Linked DNA regions of Sus scrofa: region 2 is linked to region 1. Evidence: chromatin contacts called from public Hi-C data. All regions are on one chromosome and are shown on one strand. The core of a region is the stretch at or near the end of the contact, and the rest is flanking DNA. Distances in the headings are between cores, read along the strand shown. Region 1 overlaps SHROOM3 (protein Shroom3). Region 2 overlaps SHROOM3 (protein Shroom3).

What was found. A called contact is a pair of places that touch in the nucleus more often than the background predicts.
Region 2: a Hi-C map of omental adipose tissue shows a contact between it and region 1, with 1.8 times the contacts expected there. The contact joins two enhancer-like sites. A contact is called at or near these places in 2 of 47 Hi-C or Micro-C datasets (omental adipose tissue and skeletal muscle).

The regions. Positions count from the first base shown.
Region 1 is chr8:72,165,875-72,172,909 of Sscrofa11.1, forward strand. The region is part of intron 2 of SHROOM3 (protein Shroom3); the gene reads left to right. Among named protein-coding and RNA genes, the nearest start is that of SHROOM3, 72 kb to the left of the region's middle. Within about 2 kb of position 4,532, at least 11 of the 83 cell types and tissues checked have an H3K27ac peak or open chromatin away from gene starts, as enhancers often do. A contact at or near this core is called in omental adipose tissue, where this site is marked.
Region 2 is chr8:72,338,364-72,345,398 of Sscrofa11.1, forward strand. All of the region lies in intron 3 of SHROOM3 (protein Shroom3), which reads left to right. Among named protein-coding and RNA genes, the nearest start is that of SOWAHB, 200 kb to the right of the region's middle. Within about 2 kb of position 2,763, at least 9 of the 83 cell types and tissues checked have an H3K27ac peak or open chromatin away from gene starts, as enhancers often do. A contact at or near this core is called in omental adipose tissue, where this site is marked.

The DNA of each region.
Region 1 (7,035 bases), core at 3,282-5,781:
GCAGCTCGGATCCCACGTTGCTGTGGCTGTGGTGTAGGCCAAGAGCTACAGTTCCAGTTTGACCCCTAGCCTAGGAAATTCCATATGCTGCAGATGCAGCCCTAAAAAGAATAAAATAAACTAAAATATCTTATGATGGAGAATAATGTGAGAAAAAGAATGTCTGTGTGTGTGTGTGTGACTGGGTCACTTTGCTGTACAGTAGAAAATTGACAGAACACTGTAAACCAACTATAATGGGAAAAATAAAAATAAAGTAAGGTATCTTTGTGCAATAATAGGAAGAATAAAAGAAGATTTTATACAGCTGTTAGTCCATATCTGATCCAACAGAAGAGAATGAAAATTTACTTCATTTTCTTTATTTTAAAATTTTTTTTGGCAGCACCCATGGCATACAGAAGATCTTAGACCAGGGGTTGAATTGGCACCACAGCGGTAACCAGAGCCACAGCAGTGACAACACCAGATCCTTAACCCACTGAGCCACCAGGGAACTCCTATGTTTTCTTTTAAAAACTTTATAGTTTTAACGCTGACATTTAGGTCTTTGATATTTTGAGTTAATTTTTAAAAAACAAATTTTGATGGAGTATAGTTGACAACAAAGTTGTGTTAATTTTGGGTGTACAGCAAAGTGAATTAGCTATACATATATCCATTCCTTTTCAGATTCTTTTCTCATATAGGTTATTACACAGTGTTGAGTAAATTTTCCTGTGTTATACAGTTGGTCCTTGTTACCCATCTATTTTATATGTAGTAGTATGTACATATAATCCCAACCCCCTGAATTATCCCTCCCCACTCCTGTTTCTCCTTTGGTAACCATAAGTTTTTGTATTTCTCTAATAATTAATGATGTTGAAAATCTGGAGGAGTTCCCATCGTGGCACAGCAGAAATGAATCCAACCAGAAACCATGAGGTTGGGAGTTCAATCCCTGGCCTTGCTCAGTGGGTTAAGGATCTGGCATTGCCATGAGCTGTGGTGTAGGTCACAGACGTGGCTCGGATCCCATGTTGCTGGGCTCTGGCATGGGCTGGCAACTGTAGCTCTGATTTCAACCCCTAGTCTGGGAACCTCCATATGCCATGGGTATGGCCCTGAAAAGCCAAAAAAAAAAAAAAAGGCAATAAAGAATCTGAAAAAAAACGATGTTGAAAATCTTTTCATTTGTTCTTTGGCCATCTCTCTGTATTCTTTGGAGAAATGTCTATTTTTTGTCTTTTTGCCTTTTCTAAGCCTGCTTCCTGCGGCACATGGAGGTTCCCAGGCTCAGGGTCTAATCTGAGCTGTAGCCACCGGCCTATGCCAGAGCCACAGCAATGCAGGATCCAAGCCACATCTGCGACCTACACCACAACTCACGGCACCACTGGATCCTTAACCCACTGAGCAAGGCCAGGGATCGAACCTATAGATCTTCTAACTATTTTTTAATTGGGTTGTTTGTTTGGTGTAAAGCTGTATGAAATGTTTGTATATTTTGGAGATTAATCCCTCTTCAGTTGCTTCTTTTGCAAAGATTTTCTCCCATTCTGTGGGTTGTCTTTGTTTTGTTTATGGTTGCTTTTGCTATGCAAAAGTTTTAAGTTTAATTAGGTCCCATTTGTTTACTTTTGTTTTTATTTTCATTTCTCTAGGAGGTGAATCGAAAAAATATATTTCTGCAATTTATGTCAAAAAGTGTTCACCTATGTTTTCCTCTTAGAGTTTTAAAGTATCTGGCCTTAGATTTAAGTCTTTAATTCATTTTGAGTTGATTTTGTATAGGGTGTTAGAGAGTGTTCTAATTCATTCTTTTATGTAAAACTGTCTGGTTTTCCCAGCACTACTTATTGAAGAGGCTGTCTTTTCTCCATTGTTTATTCTTGGCCCCTCTGTCGTACATTAATTGACCATAGGTGCCTGAGTTTATTTCTGGGTTTTCTATGCTGTTCCACTGATCTATGTTTCTGTTTTTGTGCCAGTACCATACTGTTTTGATTACAGTAGCTTTGTAATTAAGTCCGAAGTTGGGGAGTCTGATTCCTCCAGCTCTGTTTTTCTTTCTCGATTGCTCTAGCTATACAAGGTCCTTTGTGTTTCCAAAAAATCTGAAGATATTTTATTCTAGGTCTGTGAAAAGTGCCATTGGTAATTTGATAGGGATTGTGCTCAATGTATAGATTGCCTTGGTCAAATGCATAGTCATTTTGACAATGTTGATTCTTCTGATCCAAGAGCATGGTATATCTTCCCATCTGTGTTATCTTTGATTTCCTTCATCAATGTTTTATAGTTTTCAGAATACAGGTCTTTTACCTCTTTAGTTAGGTTTATTCCCAGGTATTTTATTCTCTTCAATGTGATGGTAAATGGGACTGTTTCCTTAATTTCTCTTTCTGATCTTTTGTTGTTAGTGTATAGGAACACAAGAGATTTCTGTGTATTAATTTTGTATTCTGCAATGTCACTAAATTCATCGGTGAGTTCTAGTGGTTTTCTGGTAGCATCTTTAGGATTTTTCTATGTATTGCGTCATGTCATCTGCAAACAATGACAGTTTTACCTCTTTTTTCCCAGTCTTGATTCCTTGAGTTAATTTTTGTATATGGAGTGAAATAAGGGTCCAAGGTCTTCTTTCGTCATGGAGACACAATTGTCCCAGCACTGTTTGTAGGGGCGTTACTTTGGTGCTGCTGAACACCAGACCGAGGATGGGGGTTTGGCTCCTCTTCTGTTGGTTCCACCTGTGCCCAGAGGCAGTGCTTCCTTTTCTGCTTCTCTTAGTGGGTGGCAGACCCTTGTCTCTACAGGCCTAAAGGTGAGGAGTCAAGGGGGATTTGGAAGGAACTACAAAAATTGCAGAGCCTTTCCCTCTAGCTAAATAAGATTAGAGCTTGGCCTCACCTAAATTAAATAGGCACTCTCTGTTTTCAGTTATTAGACAGAGACCTAAATTCCTGTCTATTCTTTCTTTGACATCAAGCCGTTGTTGAAGGACCTAGATGTTCTCTAGCAGTGGATCACACACTTGAGCAGCCTCAGAATACCCTGAGGGTCTCTTCAGACCAGGAGGTCCAGCCTCTAGATTTTCTGATTCAGTTGGACTGGGATGCTGGCTGAGAATTTGCATTCCCAAATGAAGCTGCTGGTCTGAGGACCACAGGGCAGGAGAGCCAAAGGAAGGAAGATGACAGGATGCAGACAAAGAAAGGTAGAAAGTGAGCAGGGGCTCTCTCCTTGTGTGAACCTTTCTTGTGATGTGAAGCCAATGTGATGAATATTGGTAAAAGGTTAAAAGCATAGATTTTGTACTGCATGGATCTGAATTTGAAGTCTCTCTCTGCCAAATGTGGCTGTGTGACTTTGGGCAAGTTACTTAACCATTCAGTTTCCTTAAGTTTGTAAGATGGGGATAAAATAGTTGTGGCTTCATAGGGTGCCTGGAAGCATTAAGTGAGATGATGGGCACAGCGCTTCACACAGTACCTGATCCCTCCCTGGTGTTCTCGAAACATTACCTCTTGGTATTGCTTACCTGGCCCTGTCACACATGACTGCAATCCCATGGGAATATATTTACTGAATGTACAGATTTGCTCACACTGGGTTTTGCGGCCACATGCATCTATGATCTGAGTTGCTGAGGACTTGAGTACTTTGCAGTGAGTGTAATTGTCCAGAGAAGTGGGGGATGGCGCAGGGGACGGGGAGGGGCCCTTGTTCCAGTCTGAGTCTCAAGTTCCTTATCTGTGACTTGAAGGGATTGGACTAGAGAATTGCTAAAGTCTCTTCCAGCTCTGAAATGCTGGTTTCTCATCGCCAGACCAACCAGGAATTTAGACTTTCTTCTCTTAAACAGCAGGTGGCAGCAGAAGACAAGACTCCTGGCTGCCAGTCTGCTCCCACCAGGTGGATAGGTTGTAATTTAAAGGATGCAGATGCCTGAAGATCACCACCTGCTCCTAAGAGGCCCAGGTTTCATATCTCTAGAATAACGTTTATGTCACTAAAATCAGGATTTTCCTGTTTTTTCAATATGTCCACAGAAGGTGTGCAGCAACTACTCTCAGCACTGCCCCCCCCGCCCCCCCGCGCGCGCGCGCGCGCGCGCACACACACACACACACACACACACACACCATTCACCAAGGCTTTTTCCATCATGGCTGCCAAGTCCTCGCCTGTGATAAGCTGGGGGCTGCATGGCAGGGTGGCAGCTGCGTGCTTTACGAGATGCAAACAAAAACTTCTTTCTTCCAGGATCTGGGAGGATTTGAGGTACAAGGGCCTGGCAGTGGCCACCCAGGAAAATAAATTTCAAATAAAACAACACCCTTGTGTTACTGCTCCGTTCCAGGGTGTCCTGGTTACCAATGGTGGCAGAAGAGGCAGAGCCGGGGGTTGGGACACCAGGATCCTTGGTTGGCTGGTGGCCCCTGGCCAGGTGGGCTAGGAAAGAGGCAGGAGGCAGACCGTGGAATGAGATGGGCAACCCTGTTGCTGAAACAGAATAAAGGACCTGTCCACAGAAACTAGATAAGAGGCTTCCAAGAACTCCTGGGGGCAGAGGCCAGGGACCTGCTTCACATGCAGGCTGGGTGACCTTTAGCCAAAGAATTTCCACCTGAGGCCAAAGGGAATGGCTTGAGGCCTAAATAAGAAGCTCCCCCTTCTCTAAGGACCTAGAAGACGTCAAGACAGAGGTTGGCTTAAGCGGGGCAGGTGGAAGTAGAATGGAAGGGCTAAAAAGATAGGGTCATGGGTCAAGTGAAAGAGCTGTCCTCAGGACTGGAAGGAAGTGACATATAAATACGGGGATGAAGTCGATCAGTGGGTTAAGCCTGTGCCGTAGGATTCGAGCAGCTCGAGGCTGGGTTCATCATCCCCATAACTGGAGCTCAGCTCCTTCCTGAGATTCACCTCCAACAATGGCAGAGTGATTGGTGGTGAACTTTGCAGATTCTTGGGATGCTGCAGGTCTTCCTGGGGACCAGGGGGTGGGAGGGAGGGGGACGTCTTCACGCGAGAGAGCAGAGTACGGGCCATGAGCTGAGTTTTGATTCTCAGAGAAAATCCTTTTCCTTCTTGCCTTTTCTTCCTACTAAACGGTAGGGACAGAATAATGAAGGAAAGCAGCAGCTTTTTTAAACTGGTAGATTTGGGGAGTTCCTGCTGTGGCTCAGCGGGTTAGGAACCCAGCGTAAGAACGTGCCCCTGAGGATTCGGGTTCGATCCCTGGCCTCGCTCAGTGGGTTAAGGATCCAGTGTTTTCACAAGCTCTGGCATAGGCCTCAGCTGCAGCTCCCATTCGGCCCCTAGCCTGGGAACTTCCTAATGACACAGGTGTGGCCATTAAAAAAAAAAAAAGAAAAGGAAAAAAACTGGTAGATTCAGAATGTGGACTGTTTTCTTAGCATTCCCTCATTTGCCATCTTCCCAGGCCTGCTCTAGAGGTCATACACTTTGCAGGGTGCTTGGGGATCGAGGGTCAAATCAGGAAAATGTTTAACCTTTGAATTTGGTGGGCTTTGGGAAGCCATTTCCCAAATTACCTCCAAAATGAGTTGGGGTAGGGTGCCTGGAAGAATGGAAGAAAGGAAACCTAATGTGGCCTTGAGGGGCTGGTGGAGGGAGCGCTGCCAGGACATTGAGGCATAGGTTCTCTTATAACTTGACATTCCCAGGCAGGGAAAAGAAGCAGAAAATTCTGTTAAAGACCTTCTCACAGACCTGAATTGTGACTAACTGGGGAGAGCTTTAGGCAGGGCCCAGGGTGGAAAATGCTTCATATTTTGCTAAAACACAGAAAAGAGAGAAGGGGGATTGATCATAATTGACGTTGTTGACAACTTCATAAAAGTGCCCAAACCGTACGCGCACCCACATCTGGGTGAACAAGTCCTATAAAGTGCTCCGAGGCTTTGCAGGGCACCACCCTCCTCGGGCCAGCCTGCTGCTAGGCTCCCCGTACGATGCTGGGCCCCCAGCTCCCATCTGCAGAGCTGGAGCAGGTGGCTGACCTGTGTCCAGGGCTCGTCCTGGAGTTCCACAGACCACAGACCTCAGAGGACCCTCCATGGAACGGTTCAGGCCTTTCGTGGTTCCCCAACAGATGTTTTTGTCTGTGCTGTAGCCTCTAAGGGAGAGAGCCCTGGCTCAACATAAGAAAAAGCTGTACAGGCTGGCGTGGGGAGAAGAGGAAGCTGGTGGTTAATTGTAATTCTAACGTTTGCAGGGAAGACAATATTTCTACCTTGCTGATCACATTTATGATTACTTGCTTTGAGGGGGAAAGGAGAGCTGAATAATTGCTAAAGTAAAGCTTTTATTTTATTTATTTATTTATTTATTTATTTTTTGTCTTTTTGCCATTTCCCAGACTAGGGGTTGAATAGGAGCCATAGCCACCAGCCTATGCCAGAGCCACGGCAACGCGGGATCCGACCCACACCACAGCTCATGGCAACGCCAGATCCTTAACCCACGGAGCAAGGCCAGGGACCGAACCCGCAACCTCATGGTTCCTAGTCGGATTCGTTAACCACTGTGCCACAACGGGAACTCCCTATTTTATTTTTTATTTTTATTTATTTATTTTTTGTCTTTTTTTTTTTTTTTTTTTTTTTGCTATATCTTTGGGCCGCTTCTGCGGCACATAGAGGTTCCCCGGCCAGGGGTCCAATAGGAGCTGTAGCCGCCGGCCTACACCAGAGCCACAGCAATGCGGGATCCGAGCCGCGTCTGCAACCTACACCACAGCTCACGGCAATGCCGGATCGTCAACCCACTGAGCAAGGGCAGGGACCGAATCCGCAACCTCATGGTTCCTAGTCAAATTCGTTAACCACTGCGCCACGACGGGAACTCCCTATTTTATTTTTTAAATGTTGGCTGCAACTATGAAAGTTCCCCGGCCAGGGATCGAACCCACCACGGCTGTAACCAGAACCACAGCAGTGACAACACTTGGATCCTTAACCCGCTGAGCCAGAGAACTCCTAACGTAAAGGCTTTAAAAGAAAATGACTTCATTGTCTTTAGCAA
Region 2 (7,035 bases), core at 1,513-4,012, 170 kb after region 1:
CCACTCTTCTAGGTGCTGGTTACATAGTGAGTAAACGAACAAAAAGCCCTGCCCTCATGGAGCTTGCTTTCTAGGGTGAAAGGACGACAGACCCTTAGGCTGCATTCCTGTGGTCACATCCTAACTGGTCCACTGGCCTTGCCTCTCTCCCATCCGTGGCCACTGCAGGCAAAGTGATCTTTCTGAAGTGCAAACCTGACCCCATTGGTTTGCTTGAAAACTTGCAACGCCTTCCCATTGCTTTGTATATAAACTTCAAACTCCTGAAATTCCCTTCGTGGCTCAGAGGTTAACAAACCTGACTAGTATCCATGAGGTTGCAGGTTCGATCTCTGGCCTTGCTCAGTGGGTTAAGGATCTGGTGTTGCTATGAGCTGTGGTGTAGGTCACAGACACAGCTCGGATCCCGCTTTGCTCTGGCTGTGGTGTAGGCTGGCAGCTGTAGCTCCGATTTGACCCCTAGCCTCGGAATTTCCATATGCCACAGGTGTGGCCCTAAAAAACAAAACAAAAACAAAAAAACTTCCAACTCCTGACCAGGACGTGACCAGACCTTCATGTCCAGTGTCTGCCCAAGCCTTTGTGTCCAGCCCTCTTTGCCACTTCTTTTTTGTGCTCCACTCCAGCCATACCGATCTCTTTCCATGCCTAGGTTTTGCTGGGCTCTCTTCCCTCCATTCTCTTTGCCCAGCTAATGCCCATTCATTTCCTGGCCCACAGCTTAGAATCCTTTCCTAATCCCTCAGTTCTGGTTCGGGATGCTTTCCCGTGGTTCTCCAGCTTGATAGACAGATTCCATCACACAGTGCCCATGGCATAGTAGTTGCTCAATAAAACATGCATTTTAGACGAATGAACACCCAGAAAGGAACATCATAGGGAGACAGGTTTAGCTGGTATTGACTTTTCTTATTTATGTGATGCCATGGTCTCCACACTTAAGGGAAAGAGTGTTTTTCAGAGTTCTGATCTAGGACATAGAAGCTGTATGTACTATTTCCATTAATGATGCTGTGAGAAAGTCAAGATGGTTTGTCCCTCTTAAAAAAATAAAACATAGCAAAATTTTCTAGTCTCATTGTATACATGGGACTAATATTAATGAAGTGGTATTTGCACAAAGTTCTGAGCTCATTTGACTAAAATAAAGTAATACATTTTCAGAGAGTTCTCTGGTGCCTCAGTGGGTTAAGGATTTGGTATTGTCACTGCAGCGGCTCAGATCACTGCTGTGGCATGGGTTCAGTCCCTGGCTTGGAAACTTGCACATACCATGGGCATGGCTGAAAAATGAAATATATTTACATATATTTATATTTTTTTCAGAGAAATAGAAAAGAAAAAAATTCTGTTCCTGCTATTGGCATTTAAGATTATTGCTTTAGCAAGCATATGTCTTAAATGTTTTGATCAGATTCTTGTTGCTGTAAATTATTCTGTTACTTCAAGTTTGGGAAAAAAAAGAAAGAGAAAGAAAAGAAAAGAAAGAAAGAAAGAAAAGAAAATATCCTCGTATCCCCTTCCCAAGCCTGTATTGATAGGAACAGCAAGCTCAAACTGTGTGGGAAGTTTCTTACTTTAAAATTTATTTGCTTCCCGAAGAAAAGCTACTTTTATTTCATTATTTTTTAAAAAGCATACATGGGTTTTAATTTGGTGAGAAAATATCCTTGCCATTAAGAGGATTCTGCCTCATTACCTCTTATAAAAAAGCCCTCCTCCCCAAATTTGCAGAACTAAAGGAAGCATAAATTAAAACAACACTGTTGTTTGTCGCTTTGATCAACAAACACCCATCTCCAAAAGAGAAAAACTGCAAACCAGGCCAGATTCAAAAACAGTCCCTTCCCTAAATTAAATCAGTCAATATAAACAGCTCAGCCTCCCAACTGGATGAGAACGAAAACAACGGGATGGGCCAAGGGAGAGGAAGAAGAATTAGGAAGGCGATTGCATCGGTCCTGATTTTGCCTGTTGGCATGACTGTCCACGGTTGTTAACTTTCCAAATCTCTATGAGACTTTTGATTGGGAATTGAGTAGTAAGGACTTAATGTAGCCTATTCTTTGGACTTCAGACGCTTCTTTGCTGTTTGTTACCCAGTATACACATGCAATTTCAAAAACATCGTATTGGCCAGTGGTTCAAAGAGAACCACAGAAAGAGGAAGATCCACAATTGCCCTCTCTGCTTCTGCAGATACTGAGGTATTTCTCTTTTTCCCCCTTTTGTCCACATAAAGAGAGAGAATATTTATGTATAACACGAGATGACTCACTAAGGGAATAAGGGTTGGGGGGGGGCAAAAGAAGAGTAATGCATTTTCATCTTTGGAATAGAATTGGTTATTTTCTTTTTATTTTTTGTTCTTTCATTTTTTTTAAGTTTTCAAAAAAATTTAATTGTGGTTAAAAAAAAAAAAAACCCAAATAACACGAACTTTACCATCTTAGCCATTATAAAGCGCCAAGTAGATGCACATGGTTGTGCGACATCTCGGAACATCATTTTGCAAAACTGAAACTCTCTGCCCATGAAACGACACCTCCCCTTTTTCCCCCCTTTACTGTCGTTTTACAAATTGCAATTAATCAGACAAAGTCTTCGGATTCTGTGTGATGTCCTCATTACCTCATCTGTCAGGAAGTCAAAATTTGAAGTGTTTCTCATGTCATGGAAAAGCTATCTGTTTTCCGTGCACAGTGATCGCCTGTTTGCATTTCTTTCGATTACTCATCTTTTCCTCTCTCCTACACATTCTAAGATAGGTGAAGGAGGAAACAGATCCTGCCCTTGAACCCTTGGTAGACTGGCCTCCCTGACTCCCCCCTTATGCAGGGATCAGGGGTGAGTTGTCCTCTAACCGCATAGAACCATCCTTCTTACCGGGAGCACAGGTACATTTACAGAAGCCATTTCCTCCCTCCAACCTCCCCAGCCTCCTCGTCGTTCCCCCCGCCCCCCGCCCCGACCCCCAACTCTTAGCCACTGTGACTCTCTGGTCTCTGGTCTCACGCTTCACACCAGCTGCCAGGGTCCCCACTTGGGTTGGCTCCAGTTTTCCGAAACCTGGCAGTTAGTTAATAAGAAAACCAGGATGTAAATCACGGGCTTAGACAGTTTCCTGTGGGGGAGCTTTTAAGTTCCCATCAGATCTTTTCATTCCAGCTCATGAAGAGGAGACCAGTGCTCTCTTTAGACGCAAATAGGAGTACAGACCAGAGATAAACAAGGCGGGGTGCGGGCAGGGAGCAGGAGGGAAGCTTGCAGTCAAGATTCTTAGCACGGCCTTTCATGCTTTTGCCTAAAACTCATCCATTTAACGGAGAGTGGGGATCTCAGGATTTTTTTTTTTTTTTTAATAGTAGAATTCTTAATCTGGCAGTTCCCATACTGATAGGGGACCAGTTCTCACTCGATAATTATGAAATGTCCACTGGTATTTCTTTGTTTGGTCTTTTTAGGGCCGCACCCACGGCCTATGAAAGTTCCCAGGCTAGGGGTCAAACCGGAGCCGTGTCTGCGACCCACACCACAGCTCATGGCAACGCCAGATCCTTAACCCCCTGCTCAAGGCTAGGGATTGAACCCGCATCCTCATAGATGCTGGTCAGCTTTGTTAACCACTGAGCCACGACGGGAGCTCCCCCTCTGCTGGTATTTCTAAAAACAGGTTTTAAAGCACTCTTTGTTTTGTGAACTCAGTATAACTCCAGCACTCCTATGGAACGTGTTTTGGGGATTTGTTCTCTGCCAGGCACTGCAATAGACATGAGTAAGAAAGATGCCGTCTCTACCTCCTAGTGTCTTACCGTCTGTCTGGTTGTCAGAACCCTGGAGTGCATTCCACTAGAGAAGGCTGCAGGCTGATACAGGCCAAGGAACAAAGTCAGGGCCCCTGAAGTTCTGTAAGGAACAGGATAAGGTAAATGAAGCATTCAGCAGAGCCTGAGACACAGTGTTTGTTCAATGAAAATCATTCACAGCAGGAGTAATAGCATCATCCGGACAGACACAAGCCCCAGAAATACATATCATAAGGAAATACAGGGCACATGGAGCATGAACATAATAAAACAAATCGTGCTTCAACGCAGTATAGAAGCACTAAGAATTTAGTTCATAAATTCCCCGGGTTGGGTAGGGGAAGGCTACAGTGAATGGGGAAAGGTCTTATAAGAATAAGACCGACATTAGGAGTTCCCATCATGGCTCAGTGGTTAACGAATCCGACTAGGAACCAAGAGGTTGCAGGTTCGATACCTGGCCTCACTCAGTGGGTTAGGGATCCAGCGTTGCCGTGAGCTGTGGTGTAGGTCACAGATGCAGCTCAGATCTGGCGTTGCTGTGGCTGTGGTGTAGGCCAGTGGCTACAGCTCCAATTAGACTCCTAGCCTGGGAACCTCCGTATGCCACAGGATCGGCCCTAGAAAAGACAAAAAAAAAAAAAAAAAAAGGAAAGAAAAGAATAGGACTGACATAAACAAAGGGGGACAAAACAACCTGGACTCATTAAAATGAGATGCTGGGCATGGGTGTAATGGCCTGCAAACATTAATTCACCGCGTACTGTCATGTGCTGTGCACCTTGGACGTCAGAGACGAAGGAAGCATCATCTCCGCTCTTAAACATCTAGTCTGGGAAGGGAGAGTTTTGTCTTAATGGCATCAGGTGCTCTCTTCCAGGTGAAATGTGATACGGGCTATAGACGATGGCTGAGTGATGTGCTTTGGAACATTCCGAGGAGGAGAACTTGCTTTTGGTGAAGGATCAGAGAACTTTCCTTGAGGAAGGAATACATCTTGCAGGTCCTCGGAAGTTGGCTAGAATACCCTTAGCAGAGATCAGGGTCGAGGAAGGAATCTCCACCCAAAGGAAAATGCTGGTAAGGCACCAAGGAGGGAAACCCAGGCCTGCTCGCCAAACGCTAGTTACTGGGCTCGTTAGAGGCAACTAGGAAAACTCTGTCCCTTACAGCCATGTCGATATGAATGGAATCAGGCCAAGTGAAGTGCCCTTCACTGGGAAAAGGCACAATTTTGAAGGGAAAGATGTAGTCACTTTCTATTTAAGGAAAAAGAGCATTCTGGAGAGATCTGGGGCTTTGCACCCCCTTCATTAGACATATAGACAAAAAAGGGTTTTTAAGAGGCTGTTTTTTGGAGTTCCCTTCATGGCTCAGTGGTTAATGAATCCGACTAGAAGCCATGAGGTTGCAGGTTCGATCCCTGGCCCTGCTCAGTGGGTTAAGGATCCGTCATTGCCATGAACTGTGGTGTAGGTCACAGACACAGCTCAGATCCCACATTGCTGTGGCTGTGGTGTAGGCCAGTGGCTCCAGCTCCGATTTGTCCCCTAGCTTGGGAACCTCCATATGCCGAGAAAGTGGCCCAAGAAATGGCCAAAAAAATAAAAAATAAAAGAGGCTGTTTTTTTCCTGGGTGCTCGGAATGACAATGAAGTCTGCCAACAGAGAATAGATATACCTACTTTCCTTCACCTTCTGGGAGCCAGCAAAACCTCGCCCCTGATGAAAGTGGCGTAACCTGAGTGTCCTCTTGGTCATGCAGGATAGTGTGAGAGCGAGGCCTGGGCTGTGGAGTCTGGTTCTTAATTCTGCCCCTTCTACTCGGTTGGCTTTTTGGCAAGTTCTGTAAAATCTGAGCTTCGTTTTCTCTTCTATGAAATGAGACTAGGAATAGCTACCTCGGGGCATTACTGTCATTGGAAATAAGGTATGTAAATCCTCAGGCATCTGCTACACTAATACTGAGCACAAAATAAATGTTACTATTCCTGTTACTATTACTGATAGGCTATGCTCGGTTCTTTGAGTCTCCCACGGAGAAACGGCAGCCAACAGCCTACGAGAGTCTGCCTGGGACTCTGCACCTAATTGCCTTTGGCCAATATAAGCACACTTTGGACACCTCCCAAAGGTGCTGATTACAAGAACTTTAAAAATAAATTGTCTCTCCCATCTTATCTTCTGGTTCTTAGGCGAGAGCCCTAAAGTATGTGGAATAACACTGACATCCGGCTTGGGCTGGGACTCTTTCCTGAACACCTCCTGGGAGAAAGTTGTGCTCAGAAGCAAATAAGCTGGAAAGGCAAGGAAAATTTTCCCCTTGCTGGAATCTGCATGTGAAAGTAGAAAACAAAACTGTGTCATGTGAGGCAAATGAAAAAGATCCTAGAAAATGAACTATTATTGGTGCTTGGTGGCTGGAATCTTTTATTTTTTTAAAGCACATAGTTTGTGAGTTTTTAAAAAAATAAGGAGAGACTAATAGGCTTCTTTAAGCCAATAGAGTGAGACTGCCAAAAAAGTAAACAGCAGCTACCTTTAAATTTTTTTTTTTTTTTGGTCTTTTCTAGGGCCACACCCGTGACATATGGAGGTTCCCAGGCTAGGGGTCTAATCGGAGTTGTAGCTGCTGGCCTATGCCACAGCCACAGCAATGCCAGATCCGAGCCGTGTCTGCAACCTCTACAACAGCTCACAGCAATGCCAGATCCTTAACCCACTGAGCGAGGCTGGGGATCAAACCTGCAAACTCATGGTTCTTAGATTCATTAACCACTGAGCCATAATGGGAACTCCTTTACTTTTTGTTTTTATTTCAAGAGCCAGAGATGTTAATACTTCAAGACCAGTGAAACTGACAACTAGCTAGTGGAATATTGGATTTTCAAAATTAAGTTTACAAATGAAGATAAGGTGATTTTTTTTTAAAACCTAAAGCACTAAAGAGGATGCAACTCCTTTTGAAAAACATGTAGACGGTAAATACCACGTTGTCTAAACCTCAGTGGCAGTAAATTATCAAAGCAAGTCCTCTACATTTCAGAAATTCCAGTTGTTTTTATTTGAGCAACTTTCTTGTTATTATCTCTTGAAGATACACTTCTGTACCATTTGGGTTATTTGTAAAGCATTATATGCCATATTGATGTCATTTACATACTTATGTGTATTCAAGACTTCATATAACTCAATCTTAGGATGAAAACCCAGTTGGGAGAATAGATGT